Regions from separate parts of the Mus musculus genome. Here all the other regions are linked to region 1. A link is a contact called in public Hi-C data. All regions are on one chromosome and are shown on one strand. The core of a region is the stretch at or near the end of the contact, and the rest is flanking DNA. Distances in the headings are between cores, read along the strand shown.

Region 1 (3,517 bases), core at 713-3,212:
TCACTACATTTTCAAGGTTATGAGGTTAAATGGTCTTACACGCGTTCTCGCGACCGGCCAGGAAGAACACAACAAACCGGAATCTTCTGCGGCAAAACTTTATTGCTTACATCTTCAGGAGCAAGAGAGCAAGAGAGCAAGAGCTCTATTGCTTACATCTTTAGGAGCCAGAGCCAGAGCGCAAGAGCGAGAGAGCTCTATTGCTTACATCTTTAGGAGCTAGAGCGCAAGAGCTCAAGAGAGCAAAAGCAAGAGCGTGAATGGCGAAACCCCGTCCCTTTTTAAGGAGAATTATTCTCCGCCTAGGACGTATTACTCCCTGATTGGCTGCAGCCCATCGGCCGAGTTGTCGTCACGGGGAAGGCAGAGCACATGTAGTGGAAAACTACCCTTGGCACATGCGCAGATTATTTGTTTACCACTTAGAACACAGGATGTCAGCGCCATCTTGCAACGGCGAATGTGAGGGTGGCTTCCTACAAAATGAGATATTTTTTAATCAGAAAACCTATTTCAGGTTTGTCTGTTTTTTTATCTTAAGCTACTTAAGGGTTATTTTTTTAAAAAAAAATTATTGGGTCTGCTACTGAAATATGCTTTCTACCACCCCTGTGCTTCACCTTAGTCTTCATGACTTCAACAAGAAGGTGACTCTGACTCACTGTCAAAGCTTTGATCCTTGCTCTAATGGCCATTTTATATGACAAATTTACATGATGTCCCGGAGGCAGTGATGGGTCCTGAACAGTTGAGAAAGGAAATTTGGAAGTCATCAACACCTTTCAGTCTGTTTCACGAAGCACATTATGAAAAGTCAAATTTGCCTACAGTGAGTGCCTACTTCCTCAAATCTGCCTCCATTTCAGGAACTATAAGAGATAAGGCCACGACCTTGATCTTTCCAAAGATTTTTTTCACAGATGCTTTTGCCTGTGTTCTCTATTCCAGGCACAGTGAACACTGCTAACAACATTCTAGTGAGGATGAAGACGAAAAGAATAACATTACCAGTAGCAACCAACTTTCACAGGTCAGCTACCGTGCTAGCTGGACTACTCCTTCAGCCATCCAGTCACACTGGGGTAAACACAAGAAGCACCCATGTCCTCATTATACTTGACAATTAAAGTGGTCAAATCACTACCTAAGGCCAGCACATGTCAGAGGTGAGGTCTGAAGCCTGGGATATGATCTTAAATTTTGATTTCTTTAATCAATTTAAAAATCTTATTTTGGCATCACCAGAAACAAAACGACAGTCCCACAATAGTCTACACAAAGCATTTGCTGATGTAAGCATGTTCTTATTTCTGAACCTGGAACAGAACCGAGGAACTTGATATAGTTTTAACAAAATATATTAGTAAGATGCTCCAAATGTCATAACACACATAAGAGGACATTCTATTCCTTAGGTTGGGAGGGTGATGGAGACTTACTTATAGAGGGTATTTTCAGAAGGACTTAAAGACTAAGAGCCTGCCAGACAGAAACTAAAGGAAGTACGCCAAAGACCACACAGACAACAATAAAAGTCTGCAGTATTCTGACAAAATAAATGCCTAGCCTCGATCGCTAATCCTAATGATTTAAGTGAACTGAAATCACTTACAGGTTTTTTTTTTTCCTTCAACAAACTAAGGAGGCAGCCAAGTCCTGGGGCTTCTGTTGAGCTGAAAATTTGCATTTCTAGTGAATTCTCATGTGCAGCTTTGGACTACTCTTTGCTGAGAGCCTGTGCCCCAAACCAAAGACCTGTCTGGAACCCCCCACTGCTAGTGTGTATACAGGAGGGAGATGCCAGGGTCACCAAGCCCTGCTCCGAATTTCCCAGAAGACCTGAGGGTTTTTTTGCCTGCTAGGAGCGGTAGTGAAATTTTACTGTTGGTTTTGGGAGCAATTAATACTGAAGCTGTCCAGTGGGAGGAAATAGGAAACCACAGCTTGAGGCTGAGTGGAGAGAACCTAGGATTTTATGGTGTTTCTGTCCCCTCCGTGCCCCTATTCACAGGCGGGTGAGGGCCTGCGGCAAGAGCATTTAGAAACACTAGTTCTTTTGTTGTGGGAGTGAGGAGGGTGTCCGATTTGCAGGGAAACGATGTTTTCACAATTCCTCCTCCAATTTTGAGGCTGGGTCTGCTGACGACAGCTTAGTTTGTGTGTTTGTCTCAAAGGTGCTTCTGCTGACCTCAGCACCCAGCCCGGAGTAAGGAGGGACAGGCAGGAATCCTAGCTGGGAATGAGAGGAGCAAGGCAAAAGTGGGCTCTGTGGATGCAGCTGGGACAAATGAGAGCCTTGGGAAATCCTTCCACTTCTAATTCAATTTCTATGCTTAGTTCTTATTTTCCAGGACGGAAAAAAATCTAGACTCCGAAAGGTCAGCTTCCAATTGTAGACTCTCCCTCTCAGACCACACCCACCGGCTCCCACAAACCCCGGCAGCTCTGAAGGTCACTGCCCAAGAACCGAGGAACAGGAAGAAGCAAGCGCACGGAGTCCTTGTTGTCTTCTTTCCACCAGATTGCTTTGCTAGCTGACAGTAATCAGCTGTGCTAACATTCCGGGCATGTCCCCTCTGCACCCGCCATACTTGGCATGGAGGAAAGGGAAAGAAAGACAGGCATTGGCTTCTAGAGACCAGGAAAAGAGATGAAAGCAAGGCGTTCAGGTTCTGTGTTTCATCTCTGTGTTCATTTGCTGTTATAGTGCCTTGTGGCTCTGCAGGAGTCTTGTGGGAATTTCTAGAAATCTAGTTGGCAGTGCTCCTAGTTACTACACCATTATGTCCCAGAGACACTTAATTCAGGATATTCGTTGTCATACTGTTGACCAAGAAAGAAGAGCCTGACAATTATCTAGAAAAGAAATACTACCAGAGACAGCACGATCTTGGCTCCTCTTCACTGGACACTGAGACTGTTATTCCCCAGATTACAGTGATCCACACTTTCTTTGAGAGTTGGAGTATTTTTTGTCATCGTGTCTATTTCACACAAGAACACAATTAGAGGAGGTTTCCTCAACAGAAGAAGCTGATTAAGTTCACAGATTTATTGTGAAACCATTTGGGAGTCATGGAAAATGAGTTTCACTGCTAAGCTTTTCTTGCTTTAAGTAAAGAGAAAAAAAAAAGGCAAACTGCACCTTGAATTCTCCATCTATAACAGATCATAAAATACCCATAGCCTTCCATGTAATTTACTCATCTCAAGAGAGATGCTGAATGCTTCTTCCAGTCTCTTAGTACTTTCCCAAGAGTTCAGCGATTTTACAGGATACAGCGGGGGATTCTGACCCTGCAGTAGGGTAGGCCAGACAGTGGCAAACTGCCAGGATACATGTCACAATAGAAGGCTGTACTTTGCACAACTTGCAAACTAGTGGGTGGGAGAGCCTTGTTTTATTTGAGTCCCGGGAACGATGCTGTAAATAGGACTGATGTAAACAGAATCCATTTTCAATAGCAACGAAGACCGCATTAATGATGATGCACTTTTGACCCAAATGCCCAAAGTC
Region 2 (3,517 bases), core at 634-3,133, 380 kb before region 1:
TCTGGCTGATTTCACTTGATATACTGAGGTCCATTTGTATCCATTTCCACATACACCATGATTTTGGTACTCTTTACAGTTGTATCAAATTCCATTGTATGTATGTAACTGGACTTTTGCCTATTTTACGGGTTCCTATTTCTACCACCCTTCCCCATCCTTATTCCTTCCAACCCTCCCAACACTATGTAGGAAAAAAAGGCTAGAGGGGGAAAGAGGTATCAATATCATTAGATAATTTCCTGCTAATTAGGGGCATCAAGTTCTTGGGGACAGTTTTGATTTTCATTGTCAGGATATTTCCAACCAGCTACCAGCAGCCAGCAGCCAGCAACCAGCAACCAGCAACCAGCAACCAGCAACCAGCAACCAGCAACCAGCAACCAGCAACCAGCAGCCAACCAGCAGCCAACCAGCAACCAGCAGCCAACCAGAAACCAGCAACCAGCAGCCAACTAGAAACCAGCAACCAGCAACCAACCAGCAACCAGCAACCAGTGACCAACAGCTCAACAGATGAGCCAAAGAAGTAGACAGGTGGTAGAAGATGAAGCACAACGATCAAAGGATATAGAAAAAAAATGTTCAATTTCACTAACCATCAGAGAAATACCAAGAAACACTATAGTGAGAAATTTCTCACCCTAATCAGAATGGCAGTGACTAGGAAAACTAGTAATAACAAATGCTGGTGAGGATGCTGACAGAAATGAACACTTGTACCCTACTGGGGTGAATATAAATTCATCCAACCACTATAGAACTCAATATTGCTCCTTGCAGAAAAACAAAAACTATACCCAGAGTCTGACCTAGCTATACTACTCCTGGGTACTTACTTGAACAATGAAGAATTAACCTATCACAGATGGACACATAGCATTTACTGCAGCTCTGTTCACAATGCTTAGTTATAGAGACAACACAGGCATTCATCAGCAGAGGAGTAAGGAAGGAACTGTGATATATAGATGTGCAAAGGATCTTTATGGTGAGCCATAAAGAAGAATGAAGTTATATTTTGGGGAGGAATATAGACACAATTGTAAATAACTGTTAAATGACATAAGCCAGCCTTAGATATGGGAGCATCACATGCTGCCTCACGTTTATGATTCCTAGATTATTTGTGTATGTGTATATGCATATATATATGTATATATATATATATATATGTATACACATATACATATATATATAATCACATATGTGTACATATACAACATGAAAGTAGATGATAAAGTATCTACAGGGGAAGAGGACTAAAGAGGTGGAAGGGTGAAAAGGGAGTTTGAGAGGGAATATGCTCAAAGTACATTATATGAAAATGCCCTCATGATCTCACAGCTTTTGTATGCTTTAAAATTTGCCACATCATCTCATCCCTTCATCAACACCATCAATAAAAGTGAAGGTCTGATTATTACCCATGTCATTTCTTTTATCCACTAAAGAGTCGTTTTTGCATGGGCGGTATGAAAAGTTTTCCATCTCCCCAGATCCCTTAGAAAATGCTTTTGGAGAGGAATCAAATCAGAGAGCAGCGCAGAGAGCTTGCTGTTGGAAGGGATAATGAAAGCAAAGGCCATTAGGTTGTTTACATTCTTGATGTCCCAGGCCCACTGACCATTCATCACTACAAGAAGTTCCCGTCAGCCTTTGCATCATGAACTGTGTTCCCTTGCTGTAGACCCATGGGAGCACACGTTGGCCCAGTGTCCCTGAGGTGATGCTGACGCACAGCTTTGCGAGGGGAGGCTATGGGCGCAGGGCCTAGTGATGTCACCAAGGAATCTCAGCGCTTGGATGGCTGACAGTGGTTTCGTTTGCCAGATACGCGCTGGAAGCCTGAAGGGAATTCTGCCGCCAGAAAGCACGTCTAGAGTAGGTCAAATCCAACGCCCGCACTAGACTCAGCACGGCGATCTCCTCAACACTCAACCCCTGACCCCCCATAATTGTTGTGGACACTAAAGAAAGTTTGCTAAGTGTGGAAGGGATGTCCTGAACAGTAGTAGCAAAACCTCTCTTAGCAGATGGAATGACAATCATTCTCCAATAAGAGGCAACGCACACCTTGCAAAACATCTGACCAGGGGCTTTTCTTCCAACCCTGACTTCCTGAAGTCTGAATGTTCACCGAGTGGAAACTCTAGGGGGAGCTATTTTGTTTGTAATGTGGCCTGTGATCTGTCTTTTCAAGTAAGCAAGATGCTTTAAAATTTCAGGTTCTTCTTAAAGAAAACTTACTTATGACACACTTATAGGGAAAGCCCTACCCATCATGTTGGAAACTTCATCGGTGTAAAAACTAGGAAATCGTGCATGTGTTCTCGGGAACATCAAGTGGTATGTGGGTATTCCAAGAGCAAGGAAAGAAACTCAGGCTTGAAAAATAAGCAAATCTGGACCTGGATTTCAGCTCAGTAGTAGCTATATGACTGTAATATCTGGGGATGAAATGCTTAGTTTCACAAGAGCTTAGTTGTTGAACATTTAGTTCCCAGTTGGTGGAGCTATGGGGGGGGGGGGGAGTTCTGGAATCTTTAGAATACAGGCCCAGTTGGAGGTAGTATATCATCACTGGGGCAGGTTCTTGGGGTATCTTGTCCCTGCCCCTTTCCTGTCTCCCTCTTTCTGTTTCCCATCCAAAATGAGGCAAAGAAACACTTCTACCACATGTTCACATGACCATGATATGCTCCTACGTGTGGAGGTCCAAAGGATTGTCCTTTGATCCCTGTGACACTGTGAGTCAAAGTGAATTCTTCTTCCCTTAATTTTTTTATGTGACTTATTTTGAATACTGTAATGAAAAACTAACTAATGTGCCAGGGGAGGCACTGGGCAATTGGCTTCATAACATGGGAATAGAAGCCTGCATTCTCCACGGCTCTTATTTGGATTTAATTTGACACCTGAGAACTGACGAATTGTACGTGCTCAAAAGCTATTTCCACTCCCCACTATTTCTTTGGACTACGAGATAATACACCCACTGACATTCCTGTGTGGATTTTGCCCCAGTAATTACCTTCGTGCTTTTTACATGGACAATTAGGCACACAAAAGAGGGCACATACTCCATGGCAGTGCCGGGAGTCCCCTCCCCCATCCCTATCACGGATAGGGAGGCTGCAGGATGGAGCTTCCAGAGAACAGTGCTTGATACTGCTGGGAAATGCATTTGTGCCCCGAGCACAGGTCAGGGAGAAAATAATGACAGGATGACATTTGCTTCTGCGGAGAGGTCTGGGCAGTGATTTGTTCCTGAACAAAAAGCATCTATTTCCTGGCATGCCAAGGACCTGGCTCTGTGGCAGGCTGAGGACTATTCTGCCTTACACAGACACAGTATTCTGTATCAGCTAAGTATCAGGTTAAGACTCCCTCAGAATGCTATAAGGTACAGAAAGCCTAATTCTCAGTGTCCAGCAAGGCAAAGGTTGCTTTGGAGTCTGTTTTATAAATCACAAGCCAGCTGACGGCTAGGCCAAGGAAGCTGTTACTAGTTATC
Region 3 (3,517 bases), core at 476-2,975, 330 kb before region 1:
ACAGGGAGGCAGCCTGCACTGGAAGCTGAAATACAGATCTCACCTTCGACTGGGCTGTAGATCAAAACAGATTTCCATTTAGACTCCTGCAAGGAGGTTTTGCAGATCGGAGAGAGATATCTATGTCAGAGTGAAAGGCAAGGCCAGAAAAGAGAAAGGGCGGTTAAGCGCCCAGGTGGAAGCAACCACAGGCATCTCAGATTCTTGATAGGGTAACAGTGGCTTCCCTTGGCTCAATGGGAAGGTAGGAAGGAGAGTAGAGAGCCTGTCATGGTTACACTATTATTTCTCTTACGAAAGGCAGAGTGTTGGCTGCCATTTGGCTTCTACCCTTTTGGATTCAGGAAATTTTCATTGAAAGAAAATTGAGAGAATCATTTACCATCTCTCATTTTTCTAGAAAACATTTAGATTCATTTATTTCACCGAAGGTAGGAGGACTAAGATTAATAATTGTAAAATGCACTTTGCTAACGTGTTAGCATAGAGCTGGCTGCAGTCCAGGATAGGAGTGGGCAGTGGTCCTCCTGCCTTCCCCTGGAGGAGTCTCCACAGATAGGTTGTGAGTGGCTAGCAGCTGTAATTCGTTCCTGGTTTATGTTGTTTATTATTTTTCATTGTTCACTTGTTTACTAGACAATTAAGTATTGTTCTCTTTTCGCTTCTGAGCTGCAGGAGTGGAGGAGGTGAGGCCTGTCCGCTGTCATCTTCATCCTCTTGTATTCCTATTCTAAACCCTGGACCAGACAGAGCAAGCCGTGACTATTGAGTGTGTTACAGAAGGGCCTGTAAGATGGCGTTAAAGAAATCAAGGGCAGAAACCACTGTAGGAGTTTGAATCTTAGAAATGTGCTGATATGCAGTGTATCTTAGAAGGAAAGCAAGGGGATTAGGTGCCAGACTGCACATGAGGCCGAGGCCGAGGAACGGAGACTCTGGGTTGATTTATGAACCAGCTCCTCTTTGCGGAATTGTTCTTTGTGAGCCAGGGTTCAATGTGCTCACGTTCAGAATCCTGCCTGACTCCAGTTCATTGAAATCTTCTGCTGTTTCACAGAGTCTGGCTTTTGCCTGTTTTGGCAAAATATCTTAATTAGGTCAGAAAACTTACTGGGCTTGGCCTAGAGATTCTGTCAAGGCAGACTGGTCGGACTTCCTCTCTCTAGAGTGAATGAAGCATTTGCTAAGGAGAGAGCCCACATTTTAAGATTGTCGATGTAGTGCGGATAGAACCCAGGAAACAACAACACAAGTCAGGAGGTTGAAACATTAATGATACTCATCTTCTGTCAGAAAGGGATATTGAAAAAAATATATTATCTTCAATAACTGACATATTAAAAAAAAGAGCCCAAGCATAATTCAAATGTTCCCAATGTGGACGCTTTCTGAATATAGCTAAGTAGGTTTTGAATGTAGCTCCTGAAACTACAGAGGATTCACCGTCACCTTATCTGCAAAGTGTACTTCAAAGCTTTGGCACTGTGCAGTTCCCTGAGTTGAAGTTCTCTCAGCTTCGAAGCCCTTGGCTGAGTGCCACCCTGCATAATGCCGTCTTTTCACACTTGCAATTAAAATAAGCTAATAATTTAGCTTAACAATCTGGTGCTGCCCAAGAAGTCCTCCTCAACAGGCTGGGGGTTTGCATGCGAACGGTTAGTCATTAGCCTTCATTCTCTATTGCTTACAGCTGGTCTTCATATTGTTCAAAGCAAGTGACATCACAGGGGTTGTTAGAGCAGTGGTAGTACACTGGTTTCTAACGATTTTAAATGTCCTCTGGAGCACTCTATCCCCTCCACCCCCCAGATAATTAGTTTGAAATCAAAATTATTACTAGTTTGAGAATTGCCAGCAAGAATTCTTGTGCTCTGTTCATCTTTGTAAAAACAATTTATAATCAGTACTATTTATAACGTGCTGTTAGCATGCCACGGTTTTTGATATTCACTCCAGAAAAATTACATAAGCTTTTCCTTCTTCCAAAGGAAGGTTTTAATCAGGGACTTTTCTCTTGGGTTTCATCATTCTGACTTGAGAATGCCCGAAAAATCATGGAAACCAGAGTACTTTCAAGTCCTCGGAAACCATGCCTCTTCTGCATCTCTTTTCCTTTTCTCCCAAATGGCTAACCCCTCTTTCCCTTTCTTTTCTACTGCTTCCTTCTTTTGCTCTCATCTCCTGTCTCTCCAACGTTCTCTTGTTCTTCTCTAAGTCACTTGACTTTGAGAAATTTTCATATGACATGAATTTTCCACTTGGAGATCATATAATGAAGAGTGAGGGGGTCTGAGGGGGAGCACACCAACTTAGCAGCAAGAGCTAGCTTGGTAGAAGAGACCCTTACACACAAAGTCATAAAGGTAGCTTACGTAACTCCTAGCTCTTCTTCATCTTATTTATGCATTTGGCTAAAAAATACTGAGTTTGTGTGTGCCAGATGCTCAGAACTTGAAATACAGTACTCAAAGCCAAGGAGAAGCAGTAGTAAAGAATGATTGTGAAATTGCAATGTAACTGTAATTGTGAGGTATGTTCTCATGGAAGAGCTGGGGCTTCCATGGGCTCATAATGGAGGGAGCAGACTCCCTAGCTGCATTGCTTGGGGTGAGTTTCTTGAAGGCAAGGACACTGACCATATTACTTGGAGGATAGAGTTAGAATGGTGGTGAGCAAATCCACATTGTTGGCATTTAGTCTAGGCTCCGCCCCACAGTTACCTGGCAACAGACAGGTGTGCCTGACTCACTATAAAAGGGGCTGCTCGCCCCCTCCTCTCTCTCTTGCTCTTCTGCTCTTTCTCCCTTATCCTCCTCCCCCTCTCTTCCCATTCCCCTGCCCCCCCCTCACTCCACGTGCTCATGGCCGGCCTCTACTCCTCTACTCTCTTTCTCTCTCCGCCTTTCTCTGCCTCTACTCCTCAACTTTGCTCCCATGGTCTGAATAAACTCTATTCTACTGTGGCTGGTCCCTCAGGAGGAAGGGATGCCTTAGCATGGGCCTGCAGAGGCACCCCTCCCCCCACACCTGACTGCACATCCACCAAACACATTCCCTCTCTCCTTATCTTTTTTACAAAACAACACACATAGTTTGGGCCTAACCACAAGACCTACAGTGACAAGACTGCTAGATTGGTGGGATAGTCAAGTCGGCAAGAACATGGACTTCAGGAGCAAGGGAGCTAGGGAGCCATCTTTTGGTAAGGGACTAGGAAATTTGTCCTAAGAGTTTTGACCTTAATCCCGAGTCCCGTAAAACCATTTAAGCAGAAAGTTGACAGCACCCTGCACCTCTCAGCATTTTATTTTCCCTTTAGACTCCCTGGTCCTGGTGTTTGGCCAATTTCTTTAGTGGATTTGGCAGCCAAGGGATCAGTGCTTGGGATTAGCGCATTAACTGTAATTAGAGTTTAGAGACCAACACTCCAAGCCAGAAAATGTGCTGACAGTGGAGCAGGGGCCGAGAACTGAAAGGTAGACAAAAGGATGCGATGCCCAGGTCTGGGGCAGCTCAC

Evidence for each region. A called contact is a pair of places that touch in the nucleus more often than the background predicts.
Region 2: a contact with region 1 is called in a Hi-C map of uterus, with 2.4 times the contacts expected there. The contact joins two enhancer-like sites. A contact is called at or near these places in 9 of 484 Hi-C or Micro-C datasets (the N1E-115 cell line, cerebral cortex, embryonic fibroblasts and 3 more) and 4 of 115 datasets of contacts at active chromatin or transcription factors (cardiomyocytes, extraembryonic endoderm stem cells, stem cell-derived neural progenitor cells and 1 more).
Region 3: a Hi-C map of uterus shows a contact between it and region 1, with 7 times the contacts expected there. The contact joins two enhancer-like sites. A contact is called at or near these places in 4 of 484 Hi-C or Micro-C datasets (all in uterus) and 4 of 115 datasets of contacts at active chromatin or transcription factors (craniofacial prominence, differentiating embryonic stem cells, embryonic stem cells and 1 more).

The regions. Positions count from the first base shown.
Region 1 is chr6:93,065,371-93,068,887 of GRCm38.p6, reverse strand. All of the region lies in intron 1 of 9530026P05Rik (RIKEN cDNA 9530026P05 gene), which reads right to left. Among named protein-coding and RNA genes, the nearest start is that of Adamts9, 120 kb to the right of the region's middle. Within about 2 kb of position 1,962, at least 74 of the 459 cell types and tissues checked have an H3K27ac peak or open chromatin away from gene starts, as enhancers often do. A contact at or near this core is called in the N1E-115 cell line and uterus, where this site is marked.
Region 2 is chr6:93,443,982-93,447,498 of GRCm38.p6, reverse strand. No RefSeq gene overlaps it. Among named protein-coding and RNA genes, the nearest start is that of Gm22312, 64 kb to the left of the region's middle. Within about 2 kb of position 1,883, at least 43 of the 459 cell types and tissues checked have an H3K27ac peak or open chromatin away from gene starts, as enhancers often do. A contact at or near this core is called in the N1E-115 cell line and uterus, where this site is marked.
Region 3 is chr6:93,393,604-93,397,120 of GRCm38.p6, reverse strand. No RefSeq gene overlaps it. Among named protein-coding and RNA genes, the nearest start is that of Gm25094, 60 kb to the right of the region's middle. Within about 2 kb of position 1,725, at least 26 of the 459 cell types and tissues checked have an H3K27ac peak or open chromatin away from gene starts, as enhancers often do. A contact at or near this core is called in uterus, where this site is marked.